3 separate regions of the Mus musculus genome follow, and all the other regions are linked to region 2. A link is a contact called in public Hi-C and HiChIP or PLAC-seq data. All regions are on one chromosome and are shown on one strand. Each heading gives the region's core, a stretch centred on a gene start, on an enhancer-like site or on the middle of the called end of the contact. The rest is flanking DNA. Distances are from core to core; before and after follow the strand shown. Region 1 overlaps 4930440I19Rik (RIKEN cDNA 4930440I19 gene). Region 2 holds the start of 4930440I19Rik (RIKEN cDNA 4930440I19 gene). Region 3 overlaps Gm14461 (predicted gene 14461).

Region 1 (3,766 bases), core at 1,088-3,587, 140 kb before region 2:
AATGTTTTCTTCATAACATCTCATTTGACCCTTGCAAAGGATCCAATTCCACTATAACCAGAGTAATACAAATCCTGTTTTATGGAGGAACATGGAGATTTAGAAGCTCTAATCTGATGGATGCTGGGATTTGCATCCTCGTCTGTCTCCATAGACCACAATCTTCAGCAGAAAGCTTTCCCCCACCATTCTGTTACCAGGAGTAGCATCTCGTCTGGAATCCAACACTTAGCTTAGATCAGAAACCTTCCCATGGGTTGGGTCCAGACAACTTAGCTTTTCTGTCCAGTAATCTATTCTCCTCTGAGTGATAGTACTTAATGGTAATAGTAAGTTATGGTATATGTTCATTATCTGTACCTAATCAGGAGTTTTTTTCAAACTTTATAGACCAAACTTGGATAGCTTATCCAGTGCTTATTTAGGGTGATCTGCAACTCAGCCCACAGAAATGCAATGAAGTTTTGAGTCAAGTCATCATATAGGGAAATAAGTTGTATAGAACTGTGATTCAACTCTCTCAGCACTGAAAAAACTTCACACCACTCTATTTTTTTTCATTTTTCTTGAGTGGTATAGAAGAGGAAACATTTCACTCCAGTGTTCCAGCACAGACTCTTTGTGTCATGTTAGCAATACAGAATACTATGTCCATCAAACATTCAAGATAACTTTGAGGGCATATTCACTGTTGATGTCTAATCAAAGATGCTTGAGAAGTCAGCTAGACATTAAAATAAAATCACCCTTCTTTCATTTATTTATAGCTTCATTTTCATGGCCCAAAGAGAGCATGGAAAAGTGAAAAGAACATTGCCTGCTAATTACTTTTTACTACTCCTAATTGCAAGCTTTATTTGTTTATTAGACTTTCTGATTTCTTCATAACATCACAGACATTTTCATTTATTGTTTAATTTCTCCAAATTACAGTAGGTGAGCAAGAGGCCTCCTCTGAGTTATCCTTCCTGCTTTGCCTCCATGGAAGGGCATTTTTAATTACTTAAGCCTTTCAATTTTTCTAAGAATCATAACCTACCAGAATAGAACATCATTTTGAAATGGATATAATAAGAGAGCTGGTGTTTGTCTTAGTTTCTCATCTCCTCAAGGTTTTTCCTAAATGGAGGCAAGCCACAGTGGGCAGGAACAATAACAAATTAAGAAAAGAATTAAAACATCAGAAGGGACAAAAACTGGACACTTCTGTGAACATCTGTCCGCAGAGACCATTAGCCAAAGGAGTCGGGGAAGAGACCACAGTGTGAGGTTTTTAATAATGTTGAAAAATACAGAAAGAAAAATGTTCTCTCCGTCTCTCAAATCCAAACAACAAAGCTTAGAGAAAGATTTCTTCTTCTGCTTGGACTAGGAAGAGGGAAGGCGATCTGAACTAGGTCCAGCATGATGAAACTCGAGGCTACACAGAGCCCTATGGTTCTTGCCACCAGGAAGCTCCCTGTGAACTAAGCCTACAGAAACTTTGTATTCTAGCAACCAAGGGTCTGTCTCCTGTATCCTCTTGCCAACCTTTGGTAGTATCAGAAAAGCAAAATTTCACCTTCTAAGGCAGGGGCAAACAGGGAGGCAAAATTTGTGGTATGAAACCTGGTGCTAAAGATACGATAATGAAACTCACCAAGTAGAATCCAAAAGTGCATACCCCAAGGCCAGTGCTGACAGATGGAGCCTCTAGACCTGCCCTAATTCTAGGCTATACCCTAGCCACTGATCAAACTGGGATAGTGATTCTTACCTGTGGATTAAGAGAGATATCACCGGGCAGCTTTGTAGCATCCTGTTGCTCAGGCTGCCACCTTCCCTGAACCATCAAAATCAGAATCTCTAAGTGTGAGCTTTGGCATTTGCATTGCTTCAGCTTCCAGTGTTGCAATGAGTAGCCAAAGCCAGAAACCACCAGACCAAGCAGTTAAATTTAGAGGCCAATTCTTCCACGTTACTTTGAATTGTACAGAAATCTCATTAAATACAGTCATTACATTCAAAGGAAGAGTAATAAACTAAATAAGCTCACTGCCTGAATTTTCCAGTATCTACTGCACACTATCAGTTAGGCAGATGACAAGGGTATGGTAATTGAATCAGGACTTTCATGAGATCCCTTAAGTGGCAGATGCAAGAGCAAGGGGCTGTCTGAGCTCTGTACTCCTGTCCAGCTGTGGAAAATCTAGAAGATCTCTGAAGCAGCTGCAGGTAGAACCTGGCCTTTGTCCACAGCCAAAGAAACACTTGCCACCACCCCAAGCAGCTGTCCCAGAGCATGAATGAAATGACTCTGCCAGTAACCATGAGCAGCTGCTGAGGCCAGCTGCTGGCATGGGGGTGGGGAGGTCAGGACTATGAAGTCATTCTATAGTGATTGCCAGCACCTGGGGGAGCCCGGATCCTTCCCAGGGCAGCTTGAGCAGCAGAGAAGAAGCAGGGGAAGACACTGCAAATAAACTGCTTCAAATCAAAGGAGTAATTAAGGCGCATGCTTTGACAAGAAGCTGTAGGTAACTTTCCTGTTTGCTTTGAAACATGTCTGGAGATGCTAAAATATATCTTAAATCTACGAGCTAGTACATTGTTTTCTTAACCACTGTTGTTTTATTGTTTGTTTGTTTGTTTGTTTGTTTGAATCTTCTTTATATTTGTCAGGATTTATAAATACAAGCTAAGAAGTTTTGAGCCACTTTAAATGAATGAATTCTTCCTTTATTCCACATGACAGGTGATAATATATTTTAAAAGTGTTACTTTTTAGTGAATTGGAAAGTGCATTTAAAGATGCTAACAAACCGTGTACCATTGAATACCTCTCTCCATCTCTCTGCCATCTAATGAATGTTACTAAGCAATGAGAACACATCACAGTCCATAAGGCACAGAGGTCCTGGGTCCTTTTTAATGCTTTCTTGTTAACCTGCTCCCAAAATAATGCTCTAACTCTATTCACTTACTCTATTGGTTTCTATACCTCAAACATCTTATGACATGATTTAGTTTAACATCTTTTTAATCCAAGACACAGTAAGTTAGACCATAGAGCTATGGCAAGAATATAAGAGATGACAGTCTTGAAGCAATTCCACAAATACACATCATTTTATGACTGAACCTTTGTAAATCTAAAATTGCATCAGTCCTGGCACGATCCCTTACGTGATGAGCAAGGTCACAGGGAGCCCCTTGCCTTTGCCGCACCAGCATAGCACTTACAGGGAAAAGGCAGCCCCTTGTTCAAGTGAGTGTGGTCTGGGAGCTGAGTAGCACTGAACAAAATTAGTTCAAAAACCAAAATTCTCTTCGCTGGACTGTGGTTAGAGAGGATCATCCCAATAATGCCAAGTTACCTCCTGGCCCACTCTAGGATCTGAAAAAGGACAGACACTCCTTCCTAAGTCACAGTGATTGAAAACAAAAATAAAGGAAGGATTGTGGATCAGAGGAATCTGTGAGGTAAGAAACACACACACACGTACACACACACCTTATATCACTAAGTATCAGAGAAGGCACCCTCAAAAAATGATAATTCAAAGTCACGGTGCAAAATGTTTTACCTGATAATGGTATAGTCAAGGGTGACAAACAACATGCACAGAAGTAGAAATACAACAGCTACCAGAATCTGGAACATCAGAATCTTCCTTGCCTTTTCAAGGGCCAGAGCCAGGCCAAGATAACCAGAGAGGAAGCAGCCCCTAGCTCATCGTGGGTCTCCACTGACCAAATACAACAGTAAGTCAAATGACAAAAGAGA
Region 2 (4,162 bases), core at 80-2,579:
TTATAATCACAAAATGACTTTAGTAGTAAGATGTATTCTAATTTGACAGATTTTTGAAGAAATGTCTATCAGAATTCACTACTCACTTTTTAATATTTAGAAGTTATAATTGTAGGAACAAAATATTCCCTTTTTGCCAAGGAAAAGAAACAACAGTGGTATGATACCTTTTTTGAATAAGCCACTGCTGTGCGTGGATATTCTTGTAACTACGCAGATTATCAACTATTCTGAGTGGAAAAGAAGTGGGGAATGTACAGGGATATATAATTCTGGCTAGTATGAGCAATGTAGTTAGTCATGACCCAGAAGGGGAAATCCGCCCTAGAAGGAGGAGAAAGAACATTTTAGACAATAAGCTTTTGAAGGACATACTAAGCTTTGGAAACTGTTACCTTGGAATAATGAAAGTCCTCTTAAACTCATAGGGTCATTGATTTTTCTCAAATTAATTTTATTAGAAATCTGAATTCTCACAAAGTCTGATGAAAATATTTACCAACATCATCCTTTATCTTCAGGGTTTCGTGCTGTGCTCTAATGGTAACCAGAAAATGGGATTCTGAGAACCGTTTTGACAAATAGCAGCTACATCACAAAGCATGAGTAAGCCACATTTCAAATGGAGGAGGGTTTAATGGCCTAATAACCAAGACGTGAGAGAAAGCAGCTAACAGGAAGACAGAAGTCACTCTTACGGTCGCAAGAACACAAACCAACATCTTCCAAAGCGAGAACTGTAAACGCTGAGAAGTCACGAAGTCATTCCATTCTATGAGGAACGGTGTCATGCACCCTTTGATTTAGTAACGAAGCTATGAAAAAGGTAGAACTGCTAACCGCATGTATCTGCAGTAGCTCCTTTTCTGTAATGGAGGATCCATTTTGAAAAGAGAGTGTTGGTAGATGTGAGATTTAAAAAACATTATTCATCCCTTTGTCACAGCAGGATGACTAAGCCTGCTGCCACCAAGAGTTGTCTCAGTATTCCCTGATGAAGGCTCTTTAATAGGATGAACTGAACACCACTACTTAGCTATTTTCACAAACCAACAAGAGAGCATAGGAGAGCCTCTGAGAAGCAAGGTTTTGCTTTGTATTGATTGAATATGTTTATGTTTGCAGACAGAAACGTACTGCTGCAGTGCCATAGGTGGAGAGACTCACCAATTAAGTGGCGAATTGACTCCAATACGGATCGGACGCCTCCGTTTCCCAGTCACGGGTGCTTGACAACACTCAGGATCTGTGCGTGCTCTTTTGAACCTAAACTAAATCCAAACAGAAATCCCAAAAGCTTGCACCTTCCTTAATACAGCTGGTTTGAGTGACATGAGGTCGCTCAACTTTGTCATAAACCCCCGCTGCCTTGGCCACGCCCACAGAAAAGAAGCCTCTGGAATCTAGGAAGTCGCGTGAGACAACGTGAGACACCATAGCCACTCCGTAGCTTTTGCTGTTCTCTATGACGTACCATTTAAAGGGGGGGGGGGGGGAGTCGGCAAGAATTTTGTAGGATAGGAGCATAAACTCAACAAATGAACCAAGTTAAACTGTCCATGGTTGGGCCCTAGCCAACTGTAATGTCAAACTGAAGGAGAAAGGCCCTTTGGCTCCCAATCCTTACTACACATTTCTTTCCTCCATCCTCTTTCTTTGGGCTTTCCAGCGCAAGCCTCTCAGTTTCCTTGGCTAATCTGCACTTATAGGGAAACTTGGTATGCTTTATGATGCAAGGGTTTAACAAGTTGCTTCTTACAGTAATATTTACATTTCAAGAAGTGATACTTGGACGAGCCTTGAGAGAGGACCAGAAGCTGGAGTTCCTGCGGGGTTGAACCCCGTCCGTGGGTGTCGAGAATTCAGCCTAGCATCATGTGTCCTTTCACACAACGGTTCAGCATATTTCATGTTTTATATGTTACAACTATGTTTCCTTCCAGGCTGCCTTTTTCTGTGGGAACATATATGGTTTTCTAGAACAAATATTTTTTAAAATTCGCATTCTAGGTTTCAAAACCTGGTTTAGTACAAAAAAAAAAAAAAAAAAAAAAAAATCTTTCCTTACAGAAAAATTTCAAACTCTGCTGAAAGACTTCAGGGTTGTCCAGGCAAACGTTTTCACTCTGCCTGATCAATATGAACAACTCCCCTCGCATCAGCACTAAGCTAAATGTTTTGCTGTCGTAGTAGCCTTTAAACTAGGGCATATAGCTGAAGGACCCCTGAGAGCATACAGCCAAAGGTATGGTCTTTGTACTTTAGAACAGAATAGTGTGGTTTCAGTCAGAATATCCCTCCAGGAAGTAGAAATATCTTCAATTTTGGGTTTGTGTTCTTAGCTTCAAGGGGAAAAAAAGGGGAAATAAAAGAAAAAGGGAGGAAGGAAGAAGTAGTTGGGGGAAGGGTGTGGGCACTTTCCATCATATGACAAACCCTGCCCATTGTTAATAACAGAACTGACCATGACAACATATTCTATCAAATTTATACTACGATATGAGACAGCAACCAGTTTCTCATTGAGGCCACATTGTCAGTGCATTTAACTCCAATGCATGTGGGTAAAATGGTCTCCAGAGCTTCCTGCCACTGGAATCACCTGGGAAGATTTAATCTCACCGATGCCCAGGGACTGCCTCTGTAGCCTCTGGGCATCAGAAGATGTCAACATTACTCCATGTGATTCCTGTGTGTGGGTACATTGCTCATCAAAGGACAGAAGACAGACATATTCCAGATACCTGTTTGAACTGGTTGACTGAGCCAGCTTCATTGGGTATTTAACCAATGTTCGCCTTTGTAGCTTCCCTACATCCCACATTCTGTGAAACGGAGGCAGAAGTGGCTCACAGTCTTACAGAGCAGCCTTCTGACCCATTAATCAGTAGGTTGTTCCCCTCTCTTTTTCCCTCTGTGGGCTCTGACTCATGCTGCAGTAGAGAAAAAGACAAACAGCCTAGTCAATAAATGACTACTGCTGTTGGATTGCCTTTCTTTGACTACAGTGAACAAGCCAGAAAGTGCCTTTCAGTAATACAGGAGCCGCTTAGGAACCAGGCTGCCACCTGGCGGCTTTCCTGAGCATTTCACTCTTCCTTCCAAAAGAAACGGGAATGACTAATCACAGCCTCCTCCTCATTTACACACTAGACACGGGCTCAAGGAGTCCTCTGCAATGGAGGCTGTGCTTCGAGGTGACACTCAGAATAAAACGGCAGAGGCAGCCCTTTCAAGAGGACAAGGAGGGCACACTGGCGTTCAAATACCCCACCCACCTGTTCACCTTTGAGGCTGTTCTTTGAGGGCTTTCAAGAGCGATGTCAGGTCAAACAGGAGGATAGGGATGGTTTGTGAAGAGCCCGAAGACCTTGTTTATGGTTTCTGAACATCAGGTCTACCTCGAAGCCTGGTGAAACTGCAGGTTGCAGTGGTCCAGCCCCAGAATTTCCAATTCAGGGGGCTTGGGAAGAATGTGAGGTTCTAAGGAATCTCAAATGATGCTGCTAGTCCAGAAATTGCACTTTGAAAGCCGCTGGATAAATCACCACTGATGAGTTAGCTGGCAATGGTCAGCAATCGGCTGAGGGCGTCAGCTTCCTTCGTCAGCACACAGGACTAGGAAGAAAAGGCATGCACGGGGCCTCTCACTCAGTTCAAAGATATTGTCTCTGTGGGGTCTCCCCTACATGTCCATGGAGAAGCGTAAGGGTATCAAAAATGTCAGGTAGAAATTGGCTAGGATCAGAAGTGGATAAAATGTCTCTTGGCTGTTTTGCCTAGAGTCCTCTGGGCTCTCTTGGGAAACATTGGGTAATCTTTTCCCTAAATACTACATCATCCCAATCCATTAGTTCAGCAGGAAGCAGACCTGCTTGACAAGCCAAAATAACATGCTGAGATGGATTTCAAAATGAAGATTTTATGGAGATATATACTATGACCGAAGAAAAACTAAGTCGTTTCCATTCTAATAGCGCCATCTAGTGGGAATTCGAGGATATTTGTTTTGCTCTATCTCAGTCAAAAATGGAAGTGGTTTACATATTTTGTGGCAACAAAGGGGTCCCTATCATTTGCTACTTTGGGTGTAAGACAGGAGAGCAGTAAGCAAAGCCAGAAGATTATGACTGTGTGAAAGAAGTTCTTTCAGCCACCCACA
Region 3 (3,900 bases), core at 1,354-3,853, 240 kb before region 2:
AATTCTTGTAATTCCCATATAGTTAGAAAACTATTATAGTGACATTTCATAGACGAAAATTAAAGTGCTAAAATTATACCATTATTTTCCATACAAAACCAACTACTTAAGTCAAGTGCTTTAGATAAGTCCTTTCAAAACATTTCTTTGCAAATGAATCAACTCATGTCTTAATTTAATATAGTGATTTCCTCTTAAATAACCACCCTGGAATGCTGTCTTCCTCAAATAAGTAAGATTGAGTATTTATATGCACAAAGAATGAAATTCTTCATTTGACCTTTCTGAAGTGGCTGAAAGAGGAAAGCAATTGATTGAGTGCCAAAAAGGAGATTTAAACTGCCGTTACAATTTTAAGGCTGACCAACTGTGAGCTCACATTTGAAAGTATTCCACAACATGGGTAACACAGGGGTTTTATCACCCATGCTGGGTGGCCTTTGGTTAATCAAAGGTGAGGGGTGCAAAACTGAAGCTCAGTCTAGCAAACAAACAAAATGAAACACCAGTGAACTCTGCCACAACATGGACCCTTTAGTTAAGGCCAGGCAAAGCTAGACTAAAGGCTGATGTGGCAAAGGGAGATTTCACTCCAATTACATTATTTTTGTTTTAGAAAGTATTGCTTTTTGTCATTCTCTGTATAATTTCATTTTCTTTCTGTACTTCAAAATCGGGGGCTGGAGAGATGGCTCAGCGAGAAGAGCAAGCTCTGCTCTTCAGGAAGACAGGGATTTGTTTCGCAGCAACAATGCTCCAAGCAGACTGGATCTAACCACCTCTTCTAGTCTCTTTGTACATGGAAACAGACACACACGCACAGACATAATTAGAACTTGGATGAAAGTCAGAATGTTTTATAAAAAAAAATTAGTGTTTGACTTTTATTCAAAACAAAAAGATATATGCAGATAATCAAAAAAGATTAATTCTCGCTTTCCATACATTAATTAAGAGGTAGCAATGAGAAAATCACAACTTTTTAGATGACAATTGCACCAAAGCCTGGTTTTTAATCACACACACACACATGCATACCCACACGTGCATGTGCACACATACATATACACACACATGTACTCACACATATCACAGCACATCTATTTACTTGGGTGGATAGAAAGGTGTGGGCCATGGCAGACGTGAGATGTGGGAGTCGGTTCTCTCTTTACACCATGTGTGTCCTAGGGATGGAATTCAGTCTTCAGGCTTGGCATCGGGCCTCCTTACCCTCATAGTCTCAGAACTATCTCACCAGCTCTATGGTATTTTTGCCTCTGAATTGCTAATTCACCTTTTTGCTGTTCCACTGTATGATCCTAATCAAAATAGACCCAAATGCTTCTATTTAAAAATGCACACCGAAAATTTAGCTTTTAAAAGTTCAAGGTCCCCAAGGGATAGCTTTAAGATGTTCATTTTGATCTATGAGGATGAAATATGAGCAATGACATTGCATTAAGATGTTCATACACACAGCTGGTCAAGTTGAGATTTCCAGTCAGTGCAGAAAGAAAGCCTCACACCCTTAGGTAAGATGTGCTTCTTGCCTGCTGATAACCCAGCTCCCCTAGTGGCTTTGTGGTGAGGAAGGTCAAGCAAAGCTGGTGAATACGAAAGGAGTTCGAGAAGAAAGAAGAGAGAGCAGTCTTCCTAATCAATTCAACTTGATATTTGCTTAAGAACAAAATTGGATGATTCTGAGATTGTGTGACTCAGTGCAATCCCTGTCACAAAAAAATGTCTGGGGAAAACAACTTAAGGGAAAGGGATTTACTGTGGCTCACAGCTTCAGTCCATAATGACACAGTCGTGTTCATCTTGAGCGCTAGTGAGAAACGTCCCAGTGGAGAGTTTGTGGTAGAACAGAGCTACTCAACCATGGCTGTGGGGAGGCAAGGGAAAGGTTTACGGGTAAGACATACCCTAGGAAGGCATGCATCCAGTGATGTACTTCCTACAACTAGACTGACCTCCCCGGGTCCAGCTCTCCCCTCAACAGCCTATCAAAACTTGCAACCCACAAGTGGATTAAACCATTGACTTCAGTCATCTCAAAAAATGTCCCCATCACTCAGAGGTATAATTCACTAATCTCAATCCAATCAAGCTGTCAATCAACAGTAACTTATATGTCTGATATAAACAATAGCTTTCCCACAACACTCATGAATATTAAATATAGAAACCAGTTACATGCTAGAAATGTAACAGTATTCTCTAAGCTTAGAATTGTCAGAGCCTATTTTAAACCCTTCAACCTCCCTTCTAGCCCACTGACCAAAGGTAGCAGAGAAAGAAGGATAAAAGGAAAAGGGGTTGGTGGACCTACTTAGAAGTAGTTTTTAGGGGTAGTTCCAATCTTTGTTGTCAGGATATCAGCAGTCCAGTCCAATAGCAAACACCAAAGTCAGCAGCAGTGGCTCCATCCAGCAGAAACCTCGAGGATCCTTGGAAGTGGAATACCACCAGAAATTCCTTGGTGTGTTTCTCTCTACAAAGTGAAGACCAGAGAAAGATTGTATGGAGAAGCAATGCAAGGGTGTTCTCTTGCCATCTGTGGGGTTATGTTTATATTCTCTATAAACATCATGCACCCTCTCAAGTGTCTGCTCCAGTAAAACATCATATGCCCTCACATGGGTCTGTGTCAGCAAAACACCCTCTCACAAGACAGCTTCCAGAAAAGCATCACGTGACACAACTGAGTTTCTAAAAAATAACAAATCTTCACTTCAGTCTTCCCTAAACTTAAACTAATCTTTTCATTAAAAAAAAAAGCCTCAGTCTATTTATCTACGATTCAGTATATAAAATTGCATAAACATATATGAGAAAATCTATGCCTCTGGAGCAAATCTATTGCCATTTCTAACATAGGTTTCACATTGTAGGAATAAGGTGTGGTATATCCAAAGATTCATATTTATATATATGACAGGGTCATGATTCATTCTGTATCTGCTGATGACTAAACTTTCCAAATACTTCAGTGTACTGAGAGCAAAACATATATATGATATTATATATGATGTTATATATGATGTTATATATGTGTGTTATATAATATATGATATATAACATATAACTATGTAGTATAAGATATATATATGTGTGTGTATATATATATATGTATATGTACATACATATATATATGAATGACAAATGGAGGGGGAAATAAGGCAAGAGGCTCTCCAGTAGAGTACTTTTTGGAATAATTTTAGTGTACCAAAACAGGAAGTGTAGAATGTCAAAGGAAAAAAAATCATAACATGAAACCAATTATGCAAGCCAAAACAAAAGAGAACATATTCAAGACACCAAATTTATAACAGACACAAACAACATAAACATGTACAAACAACGTTCGTTATTTGTGATAGCTAACATGCAGAAAACACACAAGGGTTCATTCACAAATTAATGGATAAGGAAAGTGCATGTAGGCACAATGAAATGCTATTAAGGTTAGAAAGGAAGAAAATGGTGGTCTGTGCTACATCGTAGAAGGAGCTGGATGCCATAGCCCTAATTGAAGTATGTCAATTAGCGAAAGATGCATGAGTCCATCTCTTTAAATCAAATGCATCTCTAACAGCAAGTGCAGCCTGTAGAATGGTGGTGGCTTGACTAAGAGGATTGGGAAATAAGTATATATTATTTAGCTGTTAATAAATTCAATTTTGTGGGGAGTACAGGTTCTTAGGGATAGGAGTCTTGGTGGCAGCACAATACTTTAAAGGGAGACTCTTCAGCAAAGAGACAGAACAGCATCATCTTTTCATGAGTCAGAGTAAGAATGAGGGAAACCTAGGACGTTTTCCAGGGGCAGAAAAGGGGTAGAGCTCTAGAAGCAAGAAGGCAGAGATGGAAAAGCTAGCCAGAACAGAAGGGCAACAG

What was found. Hi-C and Micro-C count contacts between places; a contact is called where the count stands out from the background. HiChIP or PLAC-seq counts read pairs in DNA pulled down with a chosen protein or histone mark.
Region 1: a contact with region 2 is called in a Hi-C map of stem cell-derived neural stem cells, with 3 times the contacts expected there. The contact joins the enhancer-like site here to the promoter of 4930440I19Rik in region 2. A contact is called at or near these places in 12 of 484 Hi-C or Micro-C datasets (the Ba/F3 cell line, Sertoli cells, embryonic fibroblasts and 6 more) and 1 of 115 datasets of contacts at active chromatin or transcription factors (stem cell-derived neural progenitor cells).
Region 3: a contact with region 2 is called in an H3K4me3 HiChIP or PLAC-seq map of bone marrow-derived macrophages, with 5 times the contacts expected there. The contact joins the enhancer-like site here to the promoter of 4930440I19Rik in region 2. A contact is called at or near these places in 9 of 484 Hi-C or Micro-C datasets (the C2C12 cell line, bone marrow-derived macrophages, cortical neurons and 4 more) and 3 of 115 datasets of contacts at active chromatin or transcription factors (bone marrow-derived macrophages and embryonic stem cells).

What each region holds. Positions count from the first base shown.
Region 1 is chr2:78,188,307-78,192,072 of GRCm38.p6, reverse strand. All of the region lies in intron 6 of 4930440I19Rik (RIKEN cDNA 4930440I19 gene), which reads right to left. Among named protein-coding and RNA genes, the nearest start is that of Gm14461, 47 kb to the left of the region's middle. Within about 2 kb of position 2,337, at least 25 of the 459 cell types and tissues checked have an H3K27ac peak or open chromatin away from gene starts, as enhancers often do. A contact at or near this core is called in stem cell-derived neural stem cells, where this site is marked.
Region 2 is chr2:78,048,344-78,052,505 of GRCm38.p6, reverse strand. It overlaps 4930440I19Rik (RIKEN cDNA 4930440I19 gene), which reads right to left and starts at 1,329. Exons shown (of 7, transcript NR_108098.1): 1 at 1,168-1,329. It overlaps Gm52519 (a long non-coding RNA gene), which reads left to right and starts at 522. Exons shown (of 3, transcript XR_003953861.1): 1 at 522-826; 2 at 1,126-1,425.
Region 3 is chr2:78,291,919-78,295,818 of GRCm38.p6, reverse strand. Gm14461 (predicted gene 14461) reads right to left here. Exons shown (of 6, transcript NM_177843.4): 4 at 2,333-2,494. Among named protein-coding and RNA genes, the nearest start is that of Gm14461, 56 kb to the right of the region's middle. Within about 2 kb of position 2,603, at least 2 of the 459 cell types and tissues checked have an H3K27ac peak or open chromatin away from gene starts, as enhancers often do. A contact at or near this core is called in bone marrow-derived macrophages, where this site is marked.